Linked DNA regions of Zea mays: region 1 is linked to region 2. A link is a contact called in public Hi-C data. All regions are on one chromosome and are shown on one strand. The core of a region is the stretch at or near the end of the contact, and the rest is flanking DNA. Distances in the headings are between cores, read along the strand shown. Region 1 holds the start of LOC100193927. Region 2 holds the start of LOC103626031 (protein VAPYRIN).

Region 1 (4,686 bases), core at 1,978-4,477, 130 kb after region 2:
TAACTTATCTCAGACAAAGGATGTGATTGTGGTAGTAGAATCAGTGAAGGATCCTCTCATTGATAAAAGACTGCATAAAGGTAATACAAATTTGCTTTCGAGTTTTATTCAATTTCGTTGTTCCACAACAGATACTACCTCCGTTCTCGAATATTTGTCGCCCACTAGTTCATTTTTGAACTAAACCGCGAGAAATAAAAAAGAACGGAGGGAGTATTACTTCAGCTAGCTAACTATAACGAATTTCCATGTTTAATTCTTTAGGCAAGATGGATGAGACGAAGCGCCGAAAGATAGCCTCTTTAAGCATAGGGTCTGTGTGTGTAGGGGTTCTGATCCTTGCTTCTTCAGCCTCTGCCACATGGTTGCCTTTGTAAGTACCATATGACTCTTACTGTCTGAAAAGATAGTAGGCCGGCACCTTCAATTGGCCACTTTATAATTTATTGCATTAACAAACATAGAAAAACTCATTGTCCTAAATAAAGTATCTTGCCCTGTATCAGTCTCCCGATATGTATTGGCTGCACCATTGGAGTTGTGCTCCTTCTGGCTGGCCTCAGCTTGCTCTCCTGGATCGACCAAGATGCTGGCAGGCACTCTTTTGGTCATTCCGGAGGTACTGCTAACAATTTTACATAGCACTGCCTACTAGTATATTTGAACTGAACAGTACATATCTGTGATTTGTTTCCTGCAGGATTCACATGCCCTTTTGTTCCAGTGCTACCAGTTTTGTGTATCCTGATAAATACGTATCTGTTAATAAACCTGAGGTTAGTATCAAATCTATTATGTAAGGAAATACTGGTTGTAAATGACTGACTTGTCTTCTCTCTTTGTGATTCGTCTGAACTGCTCATTTCCAATGTGTTCTTCAGTGGTGACACATGGATGAGAGTTGGCATATGGCTGCTGCTGGGTGTTCTTGTGTACGCTTTCTACGGCCGAACCCACAGCTCCCTAATAGATGTTGTCTACGTTCCGGCAGCGCAAGCTGATGAGATATACAGGAGTTCATCAGGATATGTATCATAGAAAAGAACAGCTGCAGTCATGTGACACGATAGAGCCACAGAAAGACCGAGCGGATGACAGTTACTCAAAAGGTGGTTGTCCATCAGCTGTAGAAAATTGGTTATCAGCCGGGGAAGACGGAACTGACTGTTATTTCTTTCATGCTCGGCTAGCATGATCTCGTGGATGCAACTTTGCAAGATATGTATGCTGCTCACGAGCCAGGTCAATTTATACATTGTTGGAGTGTGTAGATATGGTGTATATAAAACCAACTGGGTGGAGTATGTGATGTCATACATAATAATTTGTCTAATTCATGTAAAAGCCCTTTGTGCAGTTGTGCTGAAATGTGAGGGCATTTAAAGGACCTATTGAAACAGTACACGGACGGCAAAAGAAGCCACCTTTTTTTATATCATGTATATGTCGTCAACAAACATTCTCTTCAAGATCTTTGCATAATTGACCTTGGTCACGGCAGGGGTTCATGGATGTACTTTAATTGTGATAGTTTAAATTCATTAGGGCTTGTTCGGTTATTCCCAATACACATGGATTGGATGGGATTGGAAAAAAGTGAGAAGAAGTTTGACTTGTTTGGGATTCAAACCCATCCAATCCCACTCAATCCACATGGATTAAGAGCTAACCGAACAAGCCCTAATAGATGTTGTCTACGTTCCGGCAGCGCAAGCTGATGAGATATACAGGAGTTCATCAGGATATGTATCATAGAAAAGAACAGCTGCAGTCATGTGACACGATAGAGCCACAGAAAGACCGAGCGGATGACAGTTACTTAAAAGGTGGTTGGCCATCAGCTGTAGAAAATTGGTTATCAGCCGGGGAAGACGGAACTGACTGTTATTTCTTTCATGCTCGGCCAGCATGATCTCGTGGATGCAACTTTGCAAGATATATGGGTGCGTTTGGTTGCCTGTATATGGTCTGGCCAGGCTCACGAGACGTAACTTTCTTCTGTTTGGTTGCCTGATTGGCCTCTTCAGCCTGGCTCGCGGGATGCAAAGATTCATCTTGGGCCTGGCTCCCGAGATACGTAGGAATTGACCGTTTCTCTAGAGCCAGGCTCTGCCGGTTCAACCATTAGTCTTTCCTAATGTCATATTAACATATAATTAGTGTCTATTAAATAAATTTAATTTATTTAAAAGTGGATTAAGGCTTTGTATGGCATATTATAGACTATTGCAACATCATCACATGAAAATATAATAAAACTTTATAGCTTTTAAGCCCATGCATCAAGCATTTATGCAAGCAACCAAACATCATCTCGCATGGGTCAAGCTAAGCTCGTACAGGCAACCAAACGTAGGGATATTGCATTCTCTCAGCCAGGTTAGCAAGAGCCAGGTTCCCTAGATACGAGCCAAGCCCACCCAACCAGACAACCAAACAGACCCTATATGCTGCTCACGAGCCAGGTCAATTTACACATTGTTGGAATGTGTGTAGATGTGGTGTATATAAAACCAACTGGGTGGAGTATGTGATGTGATACATAATAATTTGTCTAATTCATGTAAAAGCCCTTTGTGCGGAAATGTGAGGGCATTTAAAGGACCTATTGAAAACAGTACATGGACGGCAAAAGAAGCCACCTTTTTTATATCATGTATATGTCGTCCACAAACATTCTCTTCATGTATCATGTATATTTGACCTTGGTCAGGGGTTCATGGATGTACTTTGTTTCTTGGTGTGGCTTTTATTAGGGATAAAAAGTCCACTACACAAGTCATAATTGTGATAGCTTAAATTCATTACTCAGGTATTTATTGTGGTTGAAAACAGTATCAGGTGTTGGTTGGATATATTTTTATTTAAAAAGGATGAAGCTTGAAAAACATTTAATATAACCAACACAGAGAGACGATTTTTCAAATAGTAGGTTGAGGGATGCAGTTAATCCGGCTTTAGAACGTGAGAAAAAACACCATACTTCATTGACAATTCAACAGGCAAAAACACTAATACAGTCATACAGATAATAATTGACATTAAACGTTCGTACCTGTGTAACCAAACATCCTATATTTTTTGCGTCTATGAAAGCGCACGTCAGTCCAGTCCACGTTCCTTCTCGCCAACGTCACCCCACGCAGGCACGGCCGAGGAAAACCGAAACCCGTCCCAAATCCGTTGCTCTTTCCCCCTTGCCCCCTTCCCAGTCTCCACTCTGAGCACTCTCCTCCGCTCTGCTCCTTTGCTCCCCACGGCAAACCGTAAACCCTAGCCTGAGGGGCACCCCTGTCGCAGCCATGGGCGCCAGCCGGAAGCTGCAGGGCGAGATCGACCGCGTCCTGAAGAAGGTCCAGGAGGGCGTCGATGTCTTTGACAGCATCTGGAATAAGGCACGCCCCCAGCGCCCTCCCTCCGTTTACCCGGCCCCTGCCAGAACTTTTTCTCGCGATTTTTGTTGATTTTTTTTGTTTGGGGGCAGGTCTACGACACTGAGAATGCCAACCAGAAGGAGAAGTTCGAGGCGGACCTCAAGAAGGAGATCAAGAAGCTGCAGCGGTACAGGGACCAGATCAAGACGTGGATTCAGTCCAGCGAGATCAAGGACAAGAAGGTGAGGATTACGGATTACCTCGAGTCCTGCCCCCTCCCCTGGCAAGCCTCTATGTCTGCAGGTGGAGGGCATGGTTGTTTGGGATGCAATGCTGCTGCTGTTTGCTGACTTTGTGTTGTGATCAACGTGCCGCCATGCTGTCCTCCTTAGTGACTTGTGCTGTGATCAACGTGCCGCTATGCTGTCCTCATTAGTGACTGTGCTGTGATCAACGTGCCGCTATGCTGTCCTCTTTAGTGACTTGTGCTGTGATCAACGTGCTGTTATGTTGTCCTCTTTAGTGGAGTGCTAGGTAGAAGGGAGTATTGAACAAGTTATGTTGTGTGGCACGACACAGGTGGTGATCAGTGAGTAGAGACCTAGACTGGAGAATGGTTCTATTGTTGTATATCATCTAGGTGATGATCCAGGTGACACAGTGTAGGCATAACTGGTGACGTGATCAGTTTCATATGTATCCTGTCAAGGTCAGGGGTGCAAAGGTTTTTGATGTTACTATTAATACTGCTTCTCATTCTTTTGCTATCTCTCTCTTTTTTTCTGGCGTTGCTAGTTGTTCTGTTATCTAGATTATCCTGTAATGACGATGCTGATCATGTAGATCTTGTTTCCATCACCAAGGTTGTCTGCAGTCCATGGGTACATTGTTCCCACTACTAGATGCCACTTGCAATCCGAAGTTGTTGGGATGCAATATGTAATACTTCTTTGGGCACTTTAATTTGTGAAAGCAGATAATATTTAGCAATGTGACTTTGGTGACATTGCTCTTCAAGTTCACTCAGTCCATTTTTTTCTATGTGCTTGGTACATATTGATATCCAATGTTAAACGCACTATGCGTATACTTTTTATCTTTTGTATTTGGCAAGAATAGTCCATCTGGGTGGTTTATAACAAAAAATCTGGATGCCATATGCTCCTTGATGCTAGGTTAGCTGGTCTATTTAGAATTTGTATGATGAGCTTGACTTCATTGCATTCTTTTTGAAATACAGAAAGCACACATGTGCTTGAACTGAGTTTCCAAATAGTGTCATTTATTTTAAAAAAACATGAGTGATAGTGAA
Region 2 (4,327 bases), core at 18-2,517:
GCGTCCGGCCGCGGCTCGGTTTGTCAGCGTCGGCGCCGTACTCGAGCAGCACCTGGACGATGTCGGCGCGGCCCAGGCCGACGGCGAGGTCTAGCAGCGTGCGGCCATACTCGTCCGCGGCGTCCGCGGCACGCCACTCAGGCTCGCTGCGGTCGAGCACCTCCCTGAGCGCCTCGACCGCGCCGGCCTCGACGAGGCGCGCGGCCACGGACGCGCCCACGAAGCTCGCCCTGATGCCGCTGTCCACGAACACATGCTTCCTCCTCGCCGAGAACCACTCTGGGTTGACCGAGTCCAGCGCCGTCACCGGTTCCTTCACCGCGGCGCCCGGCACGACCACGCTGTGCAGCAGGAACGCGTCCTCGCCACGGCTCCCTCCTCCTCTTCCTGACCCGCTGGGCCTATCTGGAGGCGCGGAGGCCAGGTACAGCACCTCCACGGTGACCGCCGCGAGCGGCGCCAGGATCCCCGTGTGCGGGCGAACCGCGAAGCGCCCGCGCACCGCCGGCTGCAGCCTGAACGCCACCGGCATGGTGTGCATCGCGTTCCTTAGCGTCAGCTCCCCCCTCGCCTGCATGCCGGGCTCCACCCGGATCATCACCTCGTTTGACGGCTCAGGTATCACCAACCGATCCATGCCCTTCCTGTTTTCGTCGCCGTCGCCGTCTTCTCTTCTCTTCTCTCGCCAAAGCTTGCCGTCCTACTAACAAGAACACTTATTACTGCGCTCCTATGAGTTCTTGGTAGATGCAGAGGTGGAAGAAGCAGCCATCAAGAGGAGTGGGAGTGGGAGGAGGGACGGGGTCTTAATGTAACTCGCAGTCACGTACGGCTTAGCCGGCGCGCGCGTCGTGGAGGCGTGCCACTTGGTGGGTGTGAAGAACAAGGACGACTCGTTCTATGTGGTGGCAGCTCCGGGGTATTTTAATGGCGGGTTTGGCGTCTGCTGGAGGGGTTTTATTTCGGAGATCGACCGCGGCGGCATTACCTGTCGCGCCGTCGCTCGTCATTTGTAGGCGATAAACAAATGGATTGATGATACGAACGAAGCAGAGCGAGGTGATTGGATGAAATGGTCGCGTTCTCGCTTTCGTTGGGCACACTTGCGTCAGTAGGAGCAGTTTCGGTTCTTCTGACAGTTGCTGATGGTATATTTCGTTTTCTTTTCAGAATGTTCGGTTTGCTTCTGTCAGTCAGCTAGCATGCTTGGATATAGACTTTTGACAAACAACTGCACACAGCATGCTTGAATAGACTTTACAAACAACTGCCACTCGGTTTCTCAGATTGTTTAAAGAAGGAGACAGACCTATACATATACTTTTACAGCATGAGTTAAAACGAACATGATTACCTCATTTCTGTTCACTCACTCTCTTTCTCTCTGGCTTAGTAATGCATGTAGAACAAATTATGGCACAAGTAAAATTCAGTTACACCACTGCAGCATATACACCTGTAACAATCAATACTGATGTTCTGGTTATGAGCCGACAAAAATAACATTCGGAGTCAAGAGATACTTCGGGTTGCCCGCAGCCATTGCCTCCGATCCGTCCGACGCATCCGCTGGACCATGTACACAGAAAGTGACATCAAGATTGACGAAATGTTATTCCCTTTCACGAAACCTTCCGTATAGGACGCCGGAACGTTTCCTAATAAATCGAAGCGCTGCCTTTGTCACATTAACCGATCTCCTGTCAGCATAAACAGATGAAATATGGTCGCTTTCCGCACAGATGGGTCCTCGAGTATTTGATGGATCCACACAAAGCCATTGCTAGCGTCATCAGCTTCGATGCTCAGCGCGGGTGACAAACAACTTTCACAGTGAAACAGTCCCGTTGTTACAATTACAAAGTGAAGTTGTTGGATCATCCATGCCACTTCATGCTTTATCCATTCGCTGATCTCTCTGACCTCCGTTGCCTGTTAATAAGTGTTGTGTTTCTCCTGTCAGGCTGTCACACCCAGTCTCCGATGGCAACATACTCTCTTGAAAGTTACTCGTTTGTCATCGGTAAATAAATGGTTCTTTCACTGTCAGAGCACTAGTGTATGTATAGCAGGATGCAAAGGTTTTGATGAACTGGTCACCCATATCTATGTTTTTAACCATTTCACGATGACCTGGCAATAATATGGGTTCAGCTTTAACATTTGGCTTCCTCAAAATATAAGCCGTGTACGGATCAAGCTTTCACATGGACATGTACAACCCAATTGAATGAAGGATCCCTTGAGATGTGTTTTTAGAGGTTAAGTGAAAAAAATTAAGAAATAGTCTCTTCATGAAGAGCATGTCTCTACACGACTCTCTATATATATTATGTCTACTGTATTTATGGTTTAGACGCTGAAGGTTATACTAGGCCGGTTAAGAAAGACTTATTCGAAGAAAACTTTAAGAGAGAGACATCTCAACGAGTTAAAAACCCTATCAAGAATAAAAACACACCTGAATGGCCCCTATCAAGAATAAAAACATTAATGTACTAACCCTGAATTACTGAACAGACGCATAGGTTTATGAGAGTTAGGATATCATCGGAATGGAAAATGGATAAACAAACACCACTAAGGTATTGCTAATGGCCCCGTCGTGGCCTCAACAACAGGGAATTTAAGTTCACAGTTGAATAAAGAACCGATCACCAGCGCGCGCTGCAAACTGAGATAACCAAGCTGCCTGGCATTCATATGGCTTAAGCCATCTCCAGGAGAATGTGTATATAGTCGTGTAAAATATTATTTTACATAGACTACACTGGTTAGAGTGAAGTTTGAAATAGGGAGTGAGATAGAGATGTTGTTGGAGACAGCTTATATACCGAATCGGTCAGTGGTACCGTTTCTTTTCCATCTCTCACAATCCCTAGCTCGCCATTCTCATAGTAGGAGCATCCTGAACTGGAGGGGGGTTCCGTATGTCTGTACTTGCTGAACGGGTGAACGCTGACATTGCTATGGCTTTCAGCTGCTAACTGCCATCCTAGGTTACACCTTGCTCCTGAGTCCTGACCAGTTGCAGCTTGGTCCTGCCGTACAGGAAGGAGTACTAACCTGAACCGTAGAGGCTACAGCCAAGCCCGAAGAAAATTGTACTTGAAAGTACATCTTTTTTTTAAAAAAAAAAAACTTCGTCGTTGTTCTATTGCTCCTGAACCCTGATCATTGTCTGTATAAGGTAGGCTTAATTAAGCTATATCATCAGGGCTGTAACCATCACTACATCGAAGACTAACCAAAATCTGACAAATGGAGCGAGTTCATTCAGGGCCCTTGGAATGCTGAAGCCTCCGGCCTTCGTTTGGCTTTAATTCGTATTGGTTTCTATCGATTTTAATATGAAGCGAGCATGACTGAACGCGAGCTCATCTGAAAGCGGCACGGTCCACCCTCAAGCGTTGAGACAGTCATGTCGAAGCGAATCATTCAGAAACACACAAGCTAACGAGACAGTTACGCCACGCCCAAGCACAACCGATCACGCGCGCATGCTTGTTCCTCGCTGCCGTCTTTGGCGAGGATCTCCGTTCAGTTCACACACACAGAGGCGGACACAGTCTCGAGCCACCCGTGGCCGAGGGCATGGCCCATATGTTTTTAGTTATTTTTATTGATTTTAACCAAAATGTATTAGAAGGCTAGTAATTTAATAGACCCATAAAAGCACTTGTTCGTTTATGCGGGATTGTACCCGAAATTCGTTCTGATCAAAATTTATATAAATTAGAGAAATAATCCGGTTAAAAATCATTTTAGCCAATCAATCCGTAAGAACCGGATGGGGCCTAGGGCATGATTGGATCCTGGATCCGTCGTTGCTGCTTCAGATGTTCACTTGCAAGGATGCTGAATTGCTGATGCCGACGCAATGTCTGCCTTACATTTGGAGACAGAAACTGGTGGAGAGCGTGGTTGTGCTGACAGGATTCTGATCCTCCTACCTTCTAGCTTCAGGCCTCAGCTATCTGCCGCGCCGGTTTTAGAGTCCTGAAATGTACACGCGCTTCAAATGTCGCGCTCGATTCAGCAGGAGGGCTTTGTCCACTAAACAAATGACGATCCTACTAGGTAATTGTTTGTCAGTAACTAACAATTAGTCGGTAAATAATTAGTTAGCAAATAATTAGACAGAGTATGTTTGGAGTAATAGTCTGTTTTACCCTACATGGTAAACAATTAGTCAAGAGAGAAAAGAAAAGAAACCGAAAGAGGTAGTGATTATTTCTCTTTTTTATGATCTATTGGCATCTATTGTGTTATCTTCAATAAATAGTACAGTCTACAATATAAAATAGTATTTTAGATAATCATATGG

Evidence for each region. A called contact is a pair of places that touch in the nucleus more often than the background predicts.
Region 1: a contact with region 2 is called in a Hi-C map of leaf, with 3 times the contacts expected there. The contact joins the promoter of LOC100193927 here to the promoter of LOC103626031 in region 2. A contact is called at or near these places in 3 of 25 Hi-C or Micro-C datasets (bundle sheath, endosperm and leaf).

What each region holds. Positions count from the first base shown.
Region 1 is chr5:16,418,768-16,423,453 of Zm-B73-REFERENCE-NAM-5.0, forward strand. It overlaps LOC100193927, which reads left to right and starts at 3,228. Exons shown (of 16, transcript NM_001359351.1): 1 at 3,228-3,395; 2 at 3,485-3,616. The coding sequence starts at 3,303. LOC100285193 reads left to right here. Exons shown (of 14, transcript NM_001158087.2): 10 at 1-80; 11 at 265-373; 12 at 507-619; 13 at 701-776; 14 at 882-1,480. The coding sequence ends at 1,038.
Region 2 is chr5:16,288,818-16,293,144 of Zm-B73-REFERENCE-NAM-5.0, forward strand. LOC103626031 (protein VAPYRIN) reads right to left here and starts at 1,268. Exons shown (of 1, transcript XM_008646416.3): 1 at 1-1,268. The coding sequence starts at 637.